2 separate regions of the Mus musculus genome follow, and region 1 is linked to region 2. Evidence: chromatin contacts called from public HiChIP or PLAC-seq data. All regions are on one chromosome and are shown on one strand. Each heading gives the region's core, a stretch centred on a gene start, on an enhancer-like site or on the middle of the called end of the contact. The rest is flanking DNA. Distances are from core to core; before and after follow the strand shown. Region 1 overlaps Cpn1 (carboxypeptidase N, polypeptide 1). Region 2 overlaps Dnmbp (dynamin binding protein).

What was found. HiChIP or PLAC-seq counts read pairs in DNA pulled down with a chosen protein or histone mark.
Region 1: a contact with region 2 is called in an H3K4me3 HiChIP or PLAC-seq map of bone marrow-derived macrophages, with 5 times the contacts expected there. The contact joins two enhancer-like sites. A contact is called at or near these places in 2 of 15 datasets of contacts at CTCF or cohesin (the NIH/3T3 cell line and embryonic stem cells), 35 of 484 Hi-C or Micro-C datasets (the AML12 cell line, ECoMG myeloid progenitors, ECoMG-derived neutrophils and 25 more), 6 of 115 datasets of contacts at active chromatin or transcription factors (bone marrow-derived macrophages, embryonic stem cells, fibro-adipogenic progenitors and 2 more) and 4 of 9 other capture datasets (adipose tissue, embryonic stem cells, liver and 1 more).

The regions. Positions count from the first base shown.
Region 1 is chr19:43,963,679-43,967,580 of GRCm38.p6, forward strand. It overlaps Cpn1 (carboxypeptidase N, polypeptide 1), which reads right to left. Exons shown (of 9, transcript NM_030703.2): 6 at 2,497-2,636; 7 at 53-152. Among named protein-coding and RNA genes, the nearest start is that of Cpn1, 21 kb to the right of the region's middle. Within about 2 kb of position 1,958, at least 60 of the 459 cell types and tissues checked have an H3K27ac peak or open chromatin away from gene starts, as enhancers often do. A contact at or near this core is called in bone marrow-derived macrophages, where this site is marked.
Region 2 is chr19:43,849,760-43,853,518 of GRCm38.p6, forward strand. It overlaps Dnmbp (dynamin binding protein), which reads right to left. Exons shown (of 16, transcript NM_028029.4): 14 at 2,465-2,663; 15 at 17-567. Among named protein-coding and RNA genes, the nearest start is that of Gm24400, 5.7 kb to the right of the region's middle. Within about 2 kb of position 2,417, at least 40 of the 459 cell types and tissues checked have an H3K27ac peak or open chromatin away from gene starts, as enhancers often do. A contact at or near this core is called in bone marrow-derived macrophages, where this site is marked.

The DNA of each region.
Region 1 (3,902 bases), core at 708-3,207, 110 kb after region 2:
TCAGTGTCCTCGATGGCTGGTCTTTCTGGCTTACCAACTGGTCCCCTCCTACCTGAAGTGACGTCGTGGTTGATGCCGGTGACGGAAATGACAGCCCCCGTGAGGTTGTTAGAGTTCTCATCCAACACCATTCCCTTGATGCCCTGGTGGACCTGCGGGAAACAGTGGCCACCGAGAGTCAGAATCACACAGTGGTTGGACAGTGGGAAAGGCTCTGGCCTTTCTCTTTTCTCATGGTTCCTCTCAGTCCATGTTCATTAACACCATGACAACACCCTGTAAACTAGCTCTTCACTGCTCCTCCAATCCCATAATCCCTCCTTAGTAGGCGGAGTGATCCTGTCACTCAGTCACAGTACACTGCCTTCTCAAAGCTCCTGTGTGGGTGGGCTTGTGAGGCCACAGTCCCCACTAGTAGCCCAGTCTCAAGTGTATGTGTGTTGAGTATTTTGCCTTCACGTGTGTCTTTGTACCCTGTGCCTACATGTTGCTGGAAGAGCCCAGCAGAGGGTCACAGAGCTCTCGGGACTAATGTCACCAATGTTTGTGAGCCACCATGAGGATGCTGGAAACAAACTTAGGTTTGCTGAGACAAGCCAGTACTCTCAATCAACCGCCAAGCCATCTCTCCAGCTCCTGCTGGTCTAACCTTGAATTTTGTTACAATTAAGGAAATTTAAGGGGGGGGGGTGCTGGTGAGATGGTTTAGTGGGTAAGAGCACTGACTGCTCTTCCAAAGATCCTGAGTTCAAATCCCAGCAACCACATGGTGGCTCACAACCATCTGTAATGAGATCTGATGCCCTCTTCTGGAATGTCTGAAGACAGCTACAGTGTACTTACATATAGTAATAAATAAAATCTTAAAAAGAAAAGAAAAGAAAGGAAAGGAAAGGAAAGGAAACGAAACGAAACGAAACGAAACGAAATGAAACGAAAAGAAACTTAGAAACTTTAGCGGTTAAGAGCACTGACTGCTCTGCCAGAGGTCCTGAATTCAATTCCCAGCAACAACATGGTGGCTCACAACCATCTGTAAGGGATCCGATGCCCTCTTCTGGTGTGTCTGAAGACAGAGACAGTATATTCACATTAAATAAATAAATAAATAAGTAAATAAATAAAATCTTTAAAGAAAGAGAGAGAGAGAGAGAGAAACCTTAGATTGTGATCTACTGAGATGGCTCAGTGGTTAAAGGCATTTGCTGCTAAGCCTGACTGAGTTTGAACTTGGTACCCAAAATGCTGGAAGAAGAGAACAGACTACCTTCCACAACTTGCTTTCTGATTTCCACACAAACATCATGGCATGAATACACAAGAGAGAGAGAGAGAGAGAGAGAGAGAGAGAGAAAATTTGAAGTAAATTGTGGTAAAATGTTCACTCTGTGAATTGTACAGCCCAGTTTATCACGCACATTTGTAATATGTGCCTAGCACAACAACTCACTTTTAGAACTCTCTTCATCTGACACTGAAACTGCTCTCCTTAAGATGAAAGTCTCCATCCCTCTCATTCTCTACCCCACCTCCTGCTCTTCCAGCCCCAGACACCATTCTGCATTCTGTCTGTGCGACTGTATAAACTCTATCTAAACAGAGGCACGGCTTACTGCCATACGACTGGCTTATTGCTTATTGCATAATCCAGATCCAGTCGTGCTAAGGTGTGTGTCAGCGCTTACCTGGTTTTGAAGGCCCTTTCTCTCTCTCTCTCTCTGCCTGTCTTCACTTCTTTGAGATTTAACCATGCTGAATAATATAACAATTTTATTCTAATTGTGGTTGCTTTTGTGGGTCTGGAAACACAATTTTGGGTCCCTCGTGTGCTAAGCAAGAGCTTTACCACTGAGCTAAACTTCAGCCCCATTTTTAATTTTCCGGAAGCTCTGTCACACTGCTTGGCTTAGAAGCAACATCACTTTCTGCTCACAGTGCCTAAAAGAGTCCAGTTTCTCCCCCTCCTCCAAGCCTTGTCATGTGTTTCTCACAGCAGCCGTTGCGGTGCACTTGAGGCGGCAGCTGGCTGTGGTTGCTGCTGCCGGGCACCTTTCAGATGTGGACTTGGCTTGTTTTAGTTGGACCTATTCTGGAGGGCCCACCCCTGTTCTAGATAACCTGGCTTGTCTGAGCCCCTCCGATCCTCAGGCTCCTCAGACCCCATTTGAGAGTGGCTTTCTCCGGGAGACTTTCTTCACAGCACTTCTCTTTTTAATGAGGCACAGAATTTACTTCCGTATTTTGCTTACTGTCTGCCCCGGTTAGAACATCAGTTCCATAGAGACAGGGATATAGGCTTGTTTACCCAGAGTCCCCAGCTTACAGTAAAGTTTTGGACAGACAGCTATGCTCTAGGACATTGAAGGAAAACCAACCGCAGGAGTAGAGGGCTGGTTGAGTGGAGTCAGCTCTGGGGACAGCCTGAGCCTGTGGCAACCCCAGCTGCCATTGGAAGACCTCTCTTGCAACCAGAAGAGTCAAACGGAAGGATCTTACCTGTTCCAAGAACTGGATTAAGGCTTCCCGGTTACCCAGCCACTCCCTCTGCAGCTCCTCTTGCCGGGGAAACTTGTCGCAACTCAGCTCGAGCGTGATCTCAAAGCAGTTAGTGTGGAGATAATTGAAGTCTTGCATTCCTAGGGAAAGAGACAGCGGCAGATCTTTGTGTCGAGGGACCCACCATTGCCACCTTTCTCGTTAGTCACAGTTTCTCCACCACATCTTTATCAGCTTCTCTCCTACCTCTTGACATCTGCTAACTTACTCTCCACAGAGCTGTTCCTGAGTCTCAGGCTGAAGGTTAGCCTGGTCTACATAGCAAGTTCCAGGTCTGCCTAGGCTACATAGCGAGGCTCTGTCTTAAAATAAACACAGAGACCAGCAACCATAACTAAACAACTGGTTTCCTCCCAGGTACTAAAGCCCCTAGAAGGTGAGCCATGCAGCTTAACACAGATCACTGGGCCTTAACTCAGGGTTTAACTCAGGAGGCACAGGGCACAGGGCAAGGGCCCCAAGTTTCTGTGTTGGACAACTTCCCAGGTTACTGTGGTCAGAGACCTCATTGCTGAGACAACCACTAGAATTGACCTAATTAACTATTGTTAATCTTGGGATTGTGTTGATTTGGTTTAGGGTGGAGATTCTCTGAGGAGGCACGGGCCATGCTTTCTGAGAGGATAGGGAGGGTGGGGAGGGAGAGAGGGAGGGAGGGAGGGAGGGAGGGAGAGAGAGAGAGAGAGAGAGAGAGAGAGAGAGAGAGAGAGAGAGAGAGAATGATTTGAAAAAGTATAGTGGCACATGCCTTTAATCCAAGCACTCGGGAGGCAGAGGCAGGCGGATTTCTGAGTTTAAGGCCAGCCTGGTCTACAAAGTGAGTTTCAGGACAGCCAGGGCTATACAGAGAAACCCTGTCTCGGGGGAAAAAAAGAAAAAAGAAAAAAAAAGAAAAAGCAATTATCTGGGGCTGGAGAGACAGCTCAGCGGTTAAGAGCACTGACTGCTCTGCCAGAGGTCCTGAGTTCAAATCCCAGCAACCACATGGTGGCTCACAACCATCTGTAATGGGATCCCATGCCTTCTTCTAGTGTGTGTCTGAGGACAGCTGCAGTGTACTCATATAAATAAAAAATAAAGACATCTTGAAAGAAAGAAAGAAAGAAAGAAAGAAAGAAAGAAAGAAAGAAAGAAAAGAAAAGGAAAGGAAAGGAAAGGAAAGGAAAGGAAAGGAAAAGAAAAGAAAAGAAAAGAAAAGAAAAGAAAAGAAAAGAAAAGAAAAGGAAAGAAAAGAAAAGAAAAGAGAAGAGAAGAAAAGAGAAGAAAAGAAAAGAAAAGAAAAAGCGTCTCTGATGCTTCCAATCTGGGGGGTGAGGAGGTTGGCTTCCTAGCACAAAGTTAAAGAA
Region 2 (3,759 bases), core at 1,167-3,666:
GGCTCTCTGGACGTACCTGGTTGCCCTCTGTCTCGCTGCTCCCGACCCCTCTGTCTCTGTCTTCTGGAGCCTGACAGACTCTTGCAGAGCCTTTTATAGAGTCACTGCCTTGGTCATTTTGCCCTGGCACAGAGTAACCGACCACTTCTGAATGCGGGGAGCCTCGCTGGCAGCCCCTCAAGGTTGAAGCAGGTTGGCTGATGTCTCTGGCACCATCTGCAGGGTTCCCCAGCCTGCGCTGGCAGGAAAAGCCTGGGTCGGAAGAGCACGTGGAAGGTCCAGTCTCTGGATGCCCTGTGTTCCAGGACACAGCGAGAGTTTCGTGGGCACAGTCCTTCAGTGGAGATGCATCCTGAGGCTGCGTTAGGGCAAGTCCTGAGGTGAAGGACACAGTCATGTTGTTGGAGTTGAAGGTCAAGGCACTGTGGCTGTTCTGTCGATGGCACCCGGGGGAGGAGCCACTGTGCTCTGACTCCGTGGAGGAGTGGCTGGCCACGGAGGCATCCGAATGGCTGCAGCGAGGATTGTAAGGCTTCAGGAAGGAGCTGTAGACAAAGCCTTTGGTGACTGCAGAAGGAAAGAAAACAACTATAGCCTGGAGCAAGAAGAGCGGGGCAGGGGAGTGGGGGATATTAAGGAATTTTCAAAATACTGTTTAAAAGTTAGGTCAGTGGGGTTGGAGCAATGGCTGGGCAGGTAAGAACACAGGCTGCCCTTCCAGTGACCTGGGTTCGATTCCCAGCACCCACATGGCAGTCACAACCATCCATAACTCCAGTTCCAGGAAGTCCAACATCACCTTCTGACTTCCACAGGCACAACAGGCATATATGGTGCTCAGACATACATGTAGCTAAATCACCATACTCAAAAACAAAACAAACAAACTCAAAAAAGCCTAGGTCAAGAGTGACAAAATCAAATGCTTAGTGGTCCACAGCTTGCAGCATCTAACACCAGAAGATGCCCATACCTGTGCCCGTACCTATGGCTACCTTCTAGGTCATTCTTACACAACCCTAAAACGACAAGGTGTCTGTGGACAATTGACAGGCCAGTGAGAAGACAGAATCAGCTGGGTAGTGGTGGCGCACGCCTTTAATCTCAGCACTGAGTACTGAGTTCAAGGCCAGCCTGGTCTACAGAGTGAGTTCCAGGACAGCCAGGGCTACACAGAGAAACCCTATCTCAAAAAACCAAAAAAAAAAAAAAAAAAAAAAAAAAAAACCAAAACAGACAAAATAAAAAACCATGCAGTTAGTGGTGTAACGTCAGCACGCAGGAGACTAGGATTATTGCAAGTTCAAGGCTAGCCTTGCTGAATTTGGCAGTGGCACAGAAGACAATGTGGCAGAATCTCCAGAGCATCACTAAACTGAGAGAAGACTCCGGTGGGCTTAAGTTCAAATACACCATGTCTGGCAAAGGTGGACTGCAAGGCCGTCCCTGTGCAGAGCCCCTCAGAAAGGCCACCTGCATTCATTCCCCCCTCCACACGTCAGAACCGTCTCAGGGTCAGGGCACACTGGCACAAGCACACAGCCGTGTCCAGCACGTGCTCGCTTCAACAAATTGCCTGATGGTGACAGAGGGCTCTTGACCGCACATTTCAAACACACAGTGTTTCTTGTCTTAAGAAAGAGAAGCCGCAGGACCTGACTCCTCCTTTTCATTAAATGCTGGGATTATTTTAGTCTCATCCAACTTTGTCTTTGTTTTGGTCCCAGGACCCTGCTCATGAAGGATTCTAGCTTTCTAGAGTCAGGGACCCTCCTGGGTCCCCGTCATGAGAGGCTGTCTTTGGATGCAATAAGAGGTACATCCTCTGATCTTTTACATGGATTCTGGGTCTGAATTCTAACTGCAACCTGGTAAAACATGATCAACGGAGCCACCTCATAAAGATGCGTTTAAAGAGCAAATGCTAAAATTGGCCTAGGTCCCCAGAATACTTGGGCCATCACGGTCTTTGGAACTCATACTTTTTTGATTTGAGGATATGTATATGTCAAATACGCATTCATTTCATAAGGCAAGTTATGATTACAAATTCTTTCTTGTTACTCAGTTCAGGTTTTGATAAGAAGGTTCTGAAAAAGCCCTGTTCTTCTCAGCTTGCTGCATTTTAGAATTCTGGGGAAATGGGTTACACTGAAGTCCAGAATCCTCCTTCAAAAAAAGAAAGCTACGAGCTGTTTGATTTTGAGTCACTCTCTGAACAGCCATGGACACTGCTGCAGGGGAAGCTGACAAAACCACAGGCTTTATATCACATACACTTTACAGTTTACACACAGAAGGCAAACACAGCGACATCTTCAGGATAAATAATTAAAGCAACTGTCTCTGAAAGTCATCAAAACAACAGTAATCTTTAGCAGGCAGCTTCCGGCTCAACCCGGGCTCCGCCCACTGTAGAAATCAGGTCAACTCTATAGTTACTTCCCCCTAGTCAAAGGCTCACCTCCGTTGTCCACGAGCCAGCGGTTCTGGCTGCCCATGGGGTCTTTCTTTTTGATCACGCCCACCAGGTCGCCTTCCAAAAGGGAGACATCCAAGTCCTGCGCAGCGTTGAAGTTCCGCTGGACGTGGAAGAGCTTTTCCGGCGGGTACCTCGCCAGCAGGGAGCTCCGCAGCTCTTCCGACTGCAGCATGTAGCTTGGCTGAAAAGGTAGAACAGGGCCAATGAGAAAACTCACGCTGGCACCCTGGCAGCTATGGTTAATCTCAGCCTGCCACGGCAGGAGGGAGGCACCAACCCTGAGCCACATTTTTATAATCGAGTCTGGCTGTGTTAGGTAAAAAGCACACTGCAATGTTTTAATGGCTCTGAGGCAAGCTAACACCCTTACTTTATGCAACAACAAGAACAACAAAACAAAAATAGGATTAAAATACAACCAAAGTTCTGAGGCTGGGGAGGTGCTGTAGCCCAGAGGCAGAGCATATTTTTTACATGTGTAAGGCCTTGGGTTCAATTGCTAGTACCAAAAAAAAAAAACCCAAAAAACCAAAAAACAAAAACCTAAAAACTTTTTTTTTTTTTTTTGGTTTTTCGAGACACGGTTTCTCTGTATAGCCCTGGCTGTCCTGGAACTCACTTTGTAGACCAGGCTGGCCTCAAACTCAGAAATCCGCCTGCCTCTGCCTCCCAAGTGCTGGGATTAAAAGCGTGTGCCACCACGCCTGACCCAAAAACATTTTAAAACAAGATTATTTATATATTATGTTATAGTGGTCTGCCTGCACGTATGCCTGCAGGCCAGAAGAGGGCACCAGATCCCATTACAGATGGTTGTGAGCCACCCTGTGGTTTCTGGGATTTGAACTCAGGACCTCTGGAAGAGCAGTCAGGGCTCTTAACCTCTGGAGAGCCATCTCTCCAGCCCCTAAAATAAAATTTAAAATGAAAACAAAAAATTCTAAATACCAAGCATATCACTAGGTCTTATATTATTGTTATATAGACCTAAATAATGAGAGTTAAATTAAAGGGAGGAGCTGGAGAGATGGTTCAGGGGTCAAGGATGCTCTCTGCTCTTGCAGAGGACCAGAGAACCCATTTTAGACACCTCACGACCATCAGTGTCTGGAGCCCCAGAGCATCCAACGCCCTCTTCTGGATTCCACAGGTACCTACACATATAATCTAAAATAAAAATCTTTAAAATGAAAAACTAAAGGCAATAGTAAATCCAATTCTCCCTTGTAAACAAATGCTCATGGGATTTTATGGAGCAAATGCCAATATAGGGAGGG